Regions from separate parts of the Mus musculus genome. Here regions 2 and 3 are each linked to region 1. Evidence: chromatin contacts called from public promoter capture Hi-C data. All regions are on one chromosome and are shown on one strand. The core of a region is the stretch at or near the end of the contact, and the rest is flanking DNA. Distances in the headings are between cores, read along the strand shown.

Evidence for each region. Promoter capture Hi-C pulls out the DNA fragments that hold promoters and counts their contacts.
Region 2: a promoter capture Hi-C map of stem cell-derived epiblast-like cells shows a contact between it and region 1, with 5 times the contacts expected there. The contact joins the promoter of Rcvrn here to the promoter of Dnah9 in region 1. A contact is called at or near these places in 4 of 39 promoter capture datasets (hippocampal neurons, liver and stem cell-derived epiblast-like cells).
Region 3: a contact with region 1 is called in a promoter capture Hi-C map of liver, with 3 times the contacts expected there. The contact joins the promoter of Gsg1l2 here to the promoter of Dnah9 in region 1. A contact is called at or near these places in 2 of 39 promoter capture datasets (embryonic stem cells and liver).

What each region holds. Positions count from the first base shown.
Region 1 is chr11:66,167,298-66,171,704 of GRCm38.p6, forward strand. It overlaps Dnah9 (dynein, axonemal, heavy chain 9), which reads right to left and starts at 1,254. Exons shown (of 69, transcript NM_001099633.1): 1 at 760-1,254. The coding sequence starts at 1,170. It overlaps Gm12296 (predicted gene 12296), which reads left to right and starts at 738. Exons shown (of 3, transcript NR_153847.1): 1 at 738-1,286.
Region 2 is chr11:67,692,770-67,696,901 of GRCm38.p6, forward strand. Rcvrn (recoverin) reads left to right here and starts at 2,557. Exons shown (of 3, transcript NM_009038.2): 1 at 2,557-3,028. The coding sequence starts at 2,648. It also overlaps a transcript of Glp2r not described here.
Region 3 is chr11:67,772,269-67,776,749 of GRCm38.p6, forward strand. Gsg1l2 (GSG1-like 2) reads left to right here and starts at 2,340. Exons shown (of 5, transcript NM_001347057.1): 1 at 2,340-2,649. The coding sequence starts at 2,340.

The DNA of each region.
Region 1 (4,407 bases), core at 4-2,503:
TCAACTCAACTACCAGGAAAGCTTTCTTCCTTTGGGAAGGTCTAATGGGTTCAAGATTCTCATCTAACTACCATTGCGAAAATCCTCTGAGCTCTGAAGGCCCAGAGGCTCCACCTGTATCTCTTTTCCCAGAGGTGGGACAGATTCTTCCCAATGCCTGCTGACCAAAAGATACCCAACTGCTGCCAGCCCAAGGCAGTTCCATAAATGTTTGCATGGTAAATGAAGGACATTAAAATCAAAACCAAATCGCCTCCTTCTAAACTTCTTTGCAAAGGTAGATACTATTTAAAGCAGTGCAGCTCCTTCCCATCCAGCAGACAAACTTTAACTCAAAATTCACCACTTTCTTGTCCTTGGCCCTTGCGTGATGACTTACAAAGCTGCCAGGACTCAGGCATTCTTCACACTATGACTTCCTCTTGAACCAACCCCCTGACCCAAAGCTGGTTCATATTGTGGCCTGGCTTTCACCCAGACTTGTCCCCAGCTGGCACCCAGCAGATCACCAACCAGGGTCTTGGTTTACTGGCAGCCCTGCCCTTCCACTCCCTCCCAGGCTGTGCTCCAATCTCAGCCCTTTTTCTTTCAGACTCCACCACAGACTCCTCCTGTGACCCCGCCCACGTACCAATCCCTCTGCAGCGTCGCCCCACCTCTTTGGTTTTGACCCCGCCCCTCATGCACACGCCCCTCTTCCCCCTTCCCTCCCTTAGACTTCGAGCCTCTGCTAGCAAGGGGCCATCCACCCACCCTCACCTCTGAGAGCAGCGGGGCCAGGTGCTCCAGTGGCACCGCGGGTAGGTCCCCGCAGAGCACCGTGCCGCGGAGGCTGTGATTTCCCGGAGGCTCGGACTTAGTGCGCAAGAAAAAGAGCCCCTTGGCGCGAGCTCGGCTGGGCTCTGGTCCTGCGTCTAGACCGGGTGTCACCACCAGGCCCCCGGGCCCGGACTGAACCACCAGCAGTGGCCGCGGATCCGAGGCAGCGTTGTGATCCAGGAAGGCCTGCAGCAGCCTCCCCGCCTCGGCTGTGCCTGCACAGCGCTCCCAGGTGCCCGCGGCCGGACGCAGGCTCCGAGCCACAAAAGTCCCCAGAAGCCGCAGCCTCGGGTCTCCAGGCTCCTCGTCCCCAGACTCCGCCAGCGCTGCCTGCTCCTTGGCGCCGGGCATCGCGTGTTGCCAGCTGCAGCGTCTGTTTCCCTAGCGACGGGGATGCCAGGCCCTCCTGCCTCTGCTCTCCTTATATTGGGCACTGGACTCTAGCTCCGCCCCACTAAGTTAATAAGGTAGGCAGGGGCTGAGAAGGGGCGGGGTCGCGTCGTTGTTGCTGGGAAACTGGTGGAAGCTCTCACATCCAAGCTGGTCTGGTAGACTAGACGTGCTCTGAAGACTACAGGCACAGGCTTGCGTGGGATTCTTTTGTCTAAGGCCAGATTAAAGTCTTCAGACGCCTCCATACACAAAATGAATAGTTCTCTTACTCTGTCCTAAATATATAATTTAAAAAGTTAATCCCAACGCCAAGGATAATACCATGAATGCAATACAATTTTTTTCCCAAGATAACAACTCAAACACTTTCGGAGAATGCTGTTGGATAGAACTTTTTTTTTTTCCTTCAAATTATGAGCTTCCAGCGACACTCGACCTGTTGGTGACACAGGGCTTAATTGTTTCATTTAAATTTGCAATTAAATAAGCATGCGTGTCTAGCAATCACTTCGAATGTCTCCTCTTCAGACATTTATAATAAATTATTGTAAAAAATAATCTCCAGTACCTTGCTTTGCCTGCACCTTCATTTGCCAAAAGGGCAGCTGTGCTGGACAATGGTCTTCCATGCGAGTGGCCCGAGGTCAATTCTTAAATATACTGAAGTGCTTGTAAATATGCAGCGTGCTCCCCTTCTGACCTGGAAAATTATCACTCCTCATAGGTTTGATCCTTCTCCGTGATCAGAATCAATCACTTGGGTCTTTGTATGCGTGTGTGAACGAAGGAATGGATATGTGTGTGTAAAAAGGAAATGGACACTCAGCCAGAGGCCTTCCGGTCTGCAAGAATCTCCTGTCTGCCCCCCCACCCCCACCCCCGATTGTATTACCTCCCAGGGACTGCGGGATTTCTTAGTAAAGTGAATGTTTACATCAGGCTTCAAGGACTATTAACAGAGTAGCACTTATCAAAGGCAGCTTGGCTTAACAAGAACCACCCCCCCAGCCCCGCCCAGGACAACACCAGTGCCTGGAAGCTGAAATGATTTACTGCTCGATAACTGGGACCCAGGGGTTCTGTGATGAAAATGTTTGCATTAGAAAATGGATCTTTGTGTCTATAAAGAGTGTTTTATCATTGCTGCATTAAACAACAAGTGGAGCAATTAAGAAGAAAGGGGCAAAATGAATCTGATAATTGATATTCCCAAAAAGACGTTGGGGGAAAATAGAAATGTCAGAGGATTCTTACATATCTTAATTCCTTCCTTCCTTCCCTCCTTCCTCCCTTGTTTGCCTCCCTCCTTTCCTCTCTTCTTCCCTTCTTCCTATAAGGAGTAGTCATGCCATTTGGGTGGCAGATCTCCATTGTGTTAATCTGCTTATGTTTTATATATAGAGAGAACTCATCTACATTCTATTGGCTCTTCAAATAAAATTTGTGCCCCTCTCACCCTGGCTTTGTTTCCCCTTTATCTTGTTTGTTCTCATACCCCCAACATATATAAAAACTGGATGAATGATGGAACGGGGAGATGTGTTTGTGGATAGAAAAACTTACTTTGCAAGCACAAGGGCCCGAGTTCAACCTCCTTAGTGCCTGTACTAATGCTTTCCATAGCTGTGCACACTTTGGTGGTCAGGAACAGGTGGATCCTAAGAGCTCCCTGGTTAGTTAGCCAGCAGTGAACTTCTTCTGATCCACTGGAGAAATAGGGCAGAGAGCCATAGAGAAAGATTCCATACATCATACCCTGACTGGCATGGGGCATATCTGCACATATAAGCATGTATGTGAACACATGTGCATGTACCCAGAGAGAATGAATGAGTTCCTGAAGATACCTGCCTAAAGCAAACACCACCATCTGTTTTTGTTTCTCTATAACACAACTGTCCATTTTAGATGCTGATTTTTTCAATTCCTTAACATAGACATTTTGCAGTGGGTGAGGGTTCTGAGAAAAGCTTGTCTTGATGGTTGTGGATTAGGATTTTTACTGATGTTGAAGATAAAATAGCTCCCATTAGGAGCTCCATCAATCATTAGAAGGCTTGAGCAGGCTTGGGGTGTTATGTGCACTCTCCAAATTGGCAGGTCAAGGTTGAATGCTGGCAGGAGGTCTTTTTTCTTTATCCATAGCCTCTTTGCTTTTAATTGGTGTGTGTGTGTGTGTGTGTGTGTGTGTGTGTGTGTGTTCCTACGTACACACCTGCTTAGTCTGAACATTACTTGCCTATATATATTTTAGGGCTGACCATTTGGTTTTGGATAACCTGATGGTTTGCTTCCCTGGGGAAGATAGTTTCTCCTGCTCTCAACAAGTATTTGCCCGTATGCCTGTAGTTCTTTGTCTAGGGTTGAAGTCTTGTGAGCTTTCTTCATTAACATATGTACTGGCGATGCTCTTGTTCAGGTATAGGTTTTATTTTTACCATTCTTCTTTAACTTTACACAAGTTTATTTCCATATATATATATATCTTAGTCAGGGTTTCTATTCCTGCACAAACATCATGGCCAAGAAGCACTTGGGGAGGAAAGGGTTTATTCAGCTTACTCTTCCACATTGCTGTTCATCACCAAAAGAAGTCAGGACTGGTACTCAAACAGATCAGGAAGCAGGAGCTGATGCAGAGGCCATGGAAAGATGTTCCTTACTGGCTGGCTTCCCTGGCTTGCTCAGCCTGCTCTCTTATAGAACCCAAGACTACCAGCTCAGGGATGGTTCCACCCACAAGGGGACCTCCCCCTTGATCACTAATTGAGAAAATGCCTTACAGCTGGATCTTGTGGAGGCATTCCCCCAACTGAAGCTCCTTTCTCTGTGATAACTCTAGCCTGTGTCAAATTGACACAAAACTAGCCAGTACAGTATATGTATATAGTTTATATATATAAAGTATATAGTGTACAATAAAAATAAATAAATAAATATGTTTACAACAGTTGCTCATGCCTATAATTCCAGCATGTGGAAGACTAAGAGTAACCACAACCAAGGCTAAGACTAATCTGATATATATAGTAAGGTCCTATCTCAAATAAATATAAATAAATAAGCACATCAGCCTGGGCTGTGTGCTTGTGACCTCAACACTTAAAGATAGAGGCCAGAGGACCAGTAAGTCATTATCCTTAGCTACATAGTTTCAGCCACATTGTGCTATATGAGAATATATATCAAAAGGTG
Region 2 (4,132 bases), core at 1,307-3,806, 1.5 Mb after region 1:
GGCTGCCATCCTAGTGCAAACAGCCCCGACAATGTGAATCTACAAAAAGCATCAAACCCTACTGGCTAAGGGCCCCCAAGTTAGCCCTCATTTCACACAACCAGCCCCAAGTCCCCACCTCCATAATAAAACAAGGTCCTTCTGCAATGAGCATTTTCTCACCCTCCACCCTATAGGGTAGGGCAATCCACTGACTACTTTCATGTCAACTTGACACAAGCTAGAGTTATCAGAGTGGCAAGCCTCAGTTGAGAAAATGTCTCTATAAGATCAGGCTGTAGGCCATCCTGTGGATTATTTTCTTAATTATTGATTGATGGGAGAGGACCCAGCTCGTTAAGGGTGATGTTGCCCTTCCTGGGCTGGTGGCCCTGGGTTCTATAAGAAAGCAGGCTGAGCCAAGCCATGCGGAGCAAGCCAGTAAGCAGCACTCCTCCATGGCCTCAGCATCAGGCTCCTGCCCTGCTTGAGTTCCTGTCCTGACTTCCTCCAGTGGTGAACAGTGCTGTGGATGTGCAAGCCAATCAAACCATTTTCCTCCTCAAGTTGCTTTTGCTCACGGTGCTCCACGGCAGCAATAGAAACCCTAACTAACACAAGCAGAGAACTAAGGCAGCCCATTCCTAGGCAGAAACGCAGGGGAAGATGGGAATACGTATGTAGTTCCTGGGGATGCCTTGAAAAAGAGAAATCCCAGTGTGTAAGGTCAGTATTGTATGGAGTACCAGGTAATAGGGTGGCATCAGAAGGAAGGGGTGGGGTTTGCTTTCTAAAACTTACTATACACCCCAACAGTCCTCTAGTCTCTAAGGAAATGGCAGGGGCAGCTATGAATAACACATAAACACAACACCAAAATGTATCTAAAATTACAACCCCTGAGACTACACTCAAATGACACATTCACCATTGCCAATGTGACAGGCCTCTCTGTCTCTTGCCACCTGCCTGGTCTGCCTGCTCACTCCTCCTAGGCAGCTTTATTCTACCTTTGTTACTTAGGAACAATAACACCAGGGCTTAACTTATAATAGAGACTCACAACGGACCCAGGTCCCCATGACCCAGTCTTGCCTTGAACACACCATAAGTAAACATGTATAGAGCGCATCCAACACACTGAACTTTGTAACTCAGGCTTACCCACCTCTGTCCGCTCAGAACACTCACGTTGGACAAAATCCCGGAGAAATAATCTCCTGTGGTTGTATAAGGCATGTTGTGGTACTGTGGTAAAGTCAAAACATTTAAACTGTGGTAGATTCAAAACATTTAGGTGAGCCTATAGTGAGTCTGGAGCCGTGTTTGTGTGTGTGTGTGTGTGTGTGTGTGTGTGTGTAAATGAATGTATATATGTGTATCTGTGTGTGCATGATGTAAATGTGTGTATGTAAATGTGTGTATATGTGTATATGTATGAATTTGTATGTACATGTGTATATGTGTGTATATGTGCATATGTATGTGTCAGTGTCTGTGTGTGCATGTATATGTGTGTATGTATATGTGAGTGTCTGTGTGAATGTACATGTGTATCTGTGTGCATGTAAATGTTTATATGTAAATGTGTGAATGTGTGTGTGTGTATATGTGTATATGTATGAATATATGTGTATGTACATGTGTGTGCATGTGTCTGTATGAATATGTGTTTATATGTGCATATGTATGTGTATGTTTCTGTGTGTGCATGTATATGTGTGTACATCTATGAATATGTGTGTGTGTGTCTGTGTGTCTGTGTGTCTGTGTGTGTCTGTGTGTGAATGTATATATATGTGTCTCTGTGTGTATGTAAATGTGTGTATGTGTGTATATGTGCATATGTATGAATGTGTGTATATGTGTGTATGAATAGGTGTATGTGTGTGAATGTGTCTGTGTGGGCATATATATGTATGTATGAATGTATGTATATATATATATATATATATATATATATATATATATATATATATATATTGTGTGTCTGTGTCTGTGTGTGCACGTGTGTGTGTGTGTGCACATGTGTGTGCACGTGTGTGTTCAGCACCTTTTCCAGCCAGTTTGAGCTATTTTGTACTGTTCTGGCAGTGGAGATAACAACCCACAGAACACAATCTTTCCCTATCTGGCACTTCCATTCTGGCAGACAGTTTGGGGTTTCCCAGCAGCGGTGAGGAAGGAGCCATCAGAGAGTGATGGATAAAAGGTCTTGCTGAGAAGGTGAAGTGTCTAGGCCCAAATGTGACTGGGGGAGGATTAGAAAAACTCCCATGCAGTGTAGGTTAAGTGGTAGGGCTGCCTTTAGACCCTAAGCTCCCAAACTCCTGCACTATAAGGTCCCATGGGTGCCCCTCAGATGGGGAAGACAAACAGCAAGCAGTGTGGCTCTTCGGGGGCTTAAATGCCGAGGATGCTTGGTTCAAGGGTCCCTCCTTGTTCCTTTCTTCTCAACAAGCACAGGAAAGGTAAGTGGCTGCTCTTGGCTCTTTATTTTAATCTCAGAAGGGTGCCCCTCCTCCCTCCAAGGACTGGGCAGACCTGGCCGCAAATCCCCCCTAATCCATCAGCACCTGGGTCTCCACCCCATAGCAGCACACAGCCTTGTTAGCCAGGCGACCACACTTGTCCCTCCCGCCCCCCGCGGCGCCTACTCTCCCTCACCATGGGGAACAGCAAGAGCGGTGCCCTGTCCAAGGAGATCCTAGAGGAGTTGCAACTGAACACCAAGTTCACAGAGGAGGAGCTGAGTGCCTGGTACCAGTCCTTCCTGAAGGAGTGCCCTAGCGGCCGCATCACGCGGCAGGAGTTCGAAAGTATCTATTCCAAGTTTTTCCCGGACTCCGACCCCAAGGCCTACGCGCAGCACGTGTTCCGCAGCTTCGATGCCAACAGCGATGGTACGCTGGACTTCAAGGAGTACGTGATTGCTCTGCACATGACCACGGCGGGCAAGCCCACGCAGAAGCTCGAGTGGGCCTTCTCGCTCTACGACGTAGACGGCAATGGGACCATCAGCAAAAATGAAGTGCTGGAGATCGTCATGGTCAGTGTGTCTCTATTCCTGCTGCCTGTGCGGGATGGGGAGGAGGCTTCAGGTGCCTTGTAGCCCAGTGGAGTGGGGACCAGCCAGGGCTAGGAGAGACAGGGTGGGGAGGGGCTCCAACATAATGAGAGGAATAGAGGGCAGGCACCTCCCTAGAGTGTCATCTGCTTCCCAAAGAACAATCTGGGGTTTTCTAGTAAATACTGTTTAAAATTCCCCTCTCTTCCTCCTTCCTTCCTTCCTTCCTTCCCTCCTTCCTTCCTTCCTTCCTTCCTCCCTTCCTTCCTTCCTCCCTCATTCACTCCCGCTCTGTACTCTGCCCTGCCTCCTTTGTTGTCTTTCTCCTTTGACCATCCTTCCCTCCTTCCCTCCTTCCCTCCTCTCTCTTGTTTTTTCCTCCCTCTGGTCTCCTCCCTTTCCTCCACATTTCTCCCTCCTTCCTCTCTTTCTATATCTTCTTCTCTTCCTTTCCTCTTTCTTCTCTCACACCTTTTCCCTTTTTTCATTAAAGTCTTCAATTTCTTTCAGCAACACACATTCAGATTCCATAATAGTAAAACGCATACCTTTCAATTAGAAAGCAGAGAGAGGCCACAGTGGGGCCACGGACTCTAGATCCCAGTCCTGCTTGTGTTCACTTTCTAATCCTGGTATGGTGGACCCTTGGGCAGGGCTTCCCAGACTCTCACCTCCCAGGCTTTACAGACGAGGCTTCTGCTTCCTCTCCTTTCTGTGCACAACAGTTCGGAGTGTTTTTGGTGTCTCAGAAATAGTTTTATCTTTAATCTAATATATAAATGGTCTGTGAAATTTAAAAGATGATGCAAAAGAAATGTGATGTTGCAGGCTAAAACTGAAGTTTGTAACCAATGTGCTTTCAGGACATTGCTCAGTGCCTTTTCAGTATTTTAAGACAAATCTGAAACCCTGGCATAGGAACATGTAATTTTTTTTCTCATGATTTTCCAGTTACTCTCTTATCGTGAATATTTTCTATACCATCACAAATTCTCCAGAAAATACTTTTTCTAGCAGCATAGCTCAGGCTGCCCTCAATTTCTCAGCCTTCTTGCCTCTGACTCCACAGTAGCTGGGATTACCGGT
Region 3 (4,481 bases), core at 1,090-3,589, 1.6 Mb after region 1:
GGGAAGCAGGTGAGTGCCGCTAGATAAAAATCCCTAAAAACCTTAAAACCCACACGTGGCAAGAATTCAAACCTTAATGATAAAAAGATCAGTCTGGAAATGGCTCCCAGATGGGCTTTTATGGTGGTGTGATTTCTACAGTCAATATGGTCATCTCTTTGGGACCACAGAGAATGGGAGGAAGTGGAGGGAGGGAAGAAAACATGTGTGTGTGTGTGTGTGTGTGTGTGTGTGTGTGTGTGTGTGTGTGTGTGTGTTTTGAATGTGGCTGTAAAGCTATTCTGTCCATATCAGTGGGGAGCTCCCGGGTCGCATGGTGGGGGAGAAAGCACCTGTTTTGTACAAATATTCCATCTTGCTTCTTGAAATGCTTCTAAAATTTTTTTTTTTTTCCTGATTTTCTTCCCCCTGAAAGGACTTGCCTTGGTCAGCTTCACGACCTGCTACCCGTTGGACGGATGCCATCTAGTGTCAAAATGCGGTAAACCTGTTTGTGAGAGCTGTATGTGGAGTACAGAACACAGGTCCTCCAGCCTCGCCAGCAGGGAAGAACAGATGGAGAGAGACAAACACAAATGTCACTGCATGCTTACATCTGGCCACCTCCAGGACTGCTCAGCACTTAATGAGGAGCCCGTGATCGGCTGGGGCCACATAGACTCTTTCCTCTCTCTGCTCCTTCCTGGCTTCAGGGTTATTGAATTTCTTATGTAAATTTTGACTTTTCCTGGAGTCTCTAATTGCCTTTTCTTTCCCCATCCTAAAAACAGTTTAGTTTTTGGTTTATTCCTGGAGACTAAATAAACAAAAGATAAATAAAAGATGAATTTCTTGGGAGGTTTCACACTCCTTCCCGACCCTACTCTAGACTTGGCTACCAAGGGGTGGAGCTTAGCCTTCTTCTCCCTAAAGGGTCTTCGACATTGCTACTCCTGCATAGGACCCATTCAGTGAGGATGTGGGTGATGGTCCAAGGGCTTTGACTGTCCTAGATGGTGCTAATTTCCACAGCCAATTGGGCACATGTCCCTTCCCACTCTGCACAATACATAGGCTTTGAAGCAAACTGCCCGAGTCTTGCTTCTCTCGGTCTCTGGGCTAAGCAACAGACCCAGAAATTTCCCCAAGCTTCCATGTTTCTTGTATCTTCAGTCTCATAGGCGGATCCCAACTTCTAACATTTACGTGTGCAGATAAAGGTTAGTGAGAGCACACATGGGCTACCCAACTGGATGGCGGGCTACGAGAGGACACAAGAGGCATTAGGAGAGTGGAGGGAAAGTACAGAAGAGCACGTGTGTCATGAAAGTCAAAAGGGGGTGCCTGGGGGTGGGAGAGAAGAAGGGGGTAGATGGGAAAGAAGCTGGGGGTGGGAAGGCAGAAGGAGGGGGAATGGGGAAGAAGAGGAGAGAGAAACAACACAGTACATTACATTTAAAATACCATTATGAAACCTAGTTATTTGTAAGCTAATAGTTTGTTTTTTTTTTTTAGAAAGCGAGCATTTCATGCTTCTGGAACCTACCACCAAGGGATCATCTTAGTTCCAAAAGAAAGAGTAGAGTTGGTGGGGGCCGGGGAGGCAGCATCAAGACACCAAGATAGTCTTGGCCTTCACTCAAAACCAACATCCTTCTCTACAATTGTCAAAGGAAGCAACCCAGGCATCAAGGGATAAGCAGAGAACCAAGGTGTACTGTCATAAACACAGGGGAATACTATTCCTCCTTGCAAAGAGTCAAGAGTTTTTGGCATATACCAAAGCAGGATGAGGTTTGAGGACATCTGTACTATGGAAAATAAAGTGGACGCTTAAGCACAAATAATGCAGTGTTGCTTTCCTATGAGGTTTCTTGTAGAATTCCAAGACAATAAGGACAGTGGAGGCTTCCAGGGCCTGGGAGGACAGGGAGTGGAGAGTTGTTTAATGGTGACAGAGCTTTGACTTTGCAAGCTGAAAGGAGTTTTGGAGATGGAGGTGAATGTTTCCAAGCAATGTGACCATGTCTACTGCCACTGAACCATACACTGGATGGTTACAGCGGTAAATGTTATGGTATACCTCTTTTACCACTGGCTTCTAAAATGGACCAATGTCCCCTGCACATACTCATCCCAGAGTGGATGGAAAGGCCCACTCCGAACCTCTTCCTAGGAGAATAGCTCTGGCCATGGTACTTACACAGATGCTATATGCTGGAATATACACAGGTTCCCGCCAGGGGACCAGGAAGAAGCTGTGTCAGGATGCCAGATGGCAGGGCTGGGGGTGGATACCGTGATACAGTAGAGAGGAGGGGGCCCCTCGCTCACGCTGGCACTGGGAGCTTCATTCTGCCATGGACAGGGCGAGGTGGCAGCGGATGCTGACCCTCCTCCCCATCTGCCTGGCCCTTGCCTTCTCCCTCACAGCCATGGGCAGCAGCCACTGGTGCGAGGGGATCCGACGAATGACAAAACCTCTATGCCAGGATCTCCTCGGGGGCTTGAACTGCATTCACTTCAGCCGGTCCAGCAGCAGCACGGGCAGTAAGCACGATGACAGCCAGGCTGTCCAGTACATCTGGGAGACAGGGGACGACAAGTTTATCCAACGCAGGTTCCATGCGGGGCTTTGGCAGTCCTGTGAGGAAAGCCTCAACAGCACAGGTGAGTGAGTCTGTGTGTCCCTGGGCCAACAGGAGCAGGATGGCCCTGAGAAGGGGCTCCAAGTCAGACTGCTTGGATCTGAATCTTGGGTCTGCCACGGACTGTCTATGTAATCTTAAGCAAGTCCTTTACCTCTGAGTCTCAATCTTCTCATCTATAAAATGGGAGCCATGGAGGTGCTTATGGAGAATGTGCCTGACGTACTCTTTATTAAGTACAAGTGTTCACCCACTTGCCGCTTGTCTCAGTTCCTCAAGAATCAAAGGTGGCCACTATCCTCCTCTAAGCTTCATCCCTAAGATTCCTTTCTCACTCTAAAAGTTGCTGTTGTTATTGTTGTTGTTGTTGTTGTTGTTGTTACTTGGGACGGGGTCTAACTTTGTAGCCTTGGCTGGCCTGGAATGTAGATCAGGCTGATCCCAAACTCACAAAGATAAATCTGCCTTCCAATGCTGGGATTAAAGGTGTGTGCCGCCATACACTGCTTTAAGTTTTTAATGTGTGTGTTTATGTACCTTAATTTTCAAAGTGCATGAGATTGTGTGTCTGTATGTGTGTCTCTGTACGCACAGAGACCAGAAGAAGGCATCAGATCCCCAGCATCTAGAGTTGCAGGCAGTTGTGAGACCCCTGACTTGTTCTGGAAACCAAAGCTAATGCCTATACAAGAAAGAGCAGCAAACTCTCTTCAACACTGAGCCATTACCCCAGTTCCTCCAATGCTGAGTCTCTCTTGTGCTTTTAATGCCTCTTGAAACAGAGGATTCTATTTCAAACAAACAAACAAACAAAAAAAGCAAACACACACACACACACACACACACACACACACACACAGCCCTTAGCATCATTAGATCACCTCCAGATCTGTCACAATCATGGCCCATAACAAGTTGCAGCCCTTATCTCAGTCTGTCCTTGAAACAGCCCTGTATGGTAGATGTCCTTCCCTCAGCTCTGAAGCAGGAGACTGGGACACGGAGAATTTGCACAGCAAGAAGCCTTGTCTTGAGTCAGTCAGCCCCAATTCATTAACATCTTCCAGACTTTGTTGATAGATGGTGGGGGCTTATAAAGTAAAAGGTGAGGGAAGAAGAGAGAGAAGATGGGGAGGTGGTACATAGAGCAGAGTTACCTCACAAAGAATAGAAGGCAGGAGTGCCAGCCCGTGCTGTTAGACAGGCTGGCTGAGCTCTATGCTCAGGGCTAGTGAGCTCCTCTGTTTTCACAGCAAAGGCCCCAAAGTGAAAAGGGGTGGCACCCCACTTACATCCTCAGACTTACATTTCTCATTCAGATGTTTATTTTACCACCCTTGTAGCATCTGAAAAATTGTTCTTGCAGCCTAAGTAAACTGCAATAAAACTCTGAGATATAGTATGACTACCTCCAACCCCATCCAAGCAGGCTCCTGAGAGCAAACGCATGCTCTACCTTAGCCTTTGCACTAAGAGTGATTCAGACACATCACTAATGCTAGGAAAGGGACCTCTCGAATTCTCTTCACTCTAGAGTACTAGTGTATAAAATACACTCTCTTGATACCCCCAACACCTTCCACCCACCCACAGTGACATTTGGCTTCTGATCCTGCCTCTTCTAGGATCGCCAAGATAGGCCCATATTTTCTGTTTGGGAACTGTAGGCACCACATCCATAAGCGAATAATGGCTTAAGAATGTCTGTTCTTTTTCCAAATCTGTTCCCCCAGCATCTGAGGTGGCTTCATCTATGTCCACAACTGAGCATAATGGCAGGGATTGGAATCACCTTGGAAGTTTGTAAGCCTTCAGGCACCAAGCCCCAGAGGCTCTAACTCAATAGATGTAGAC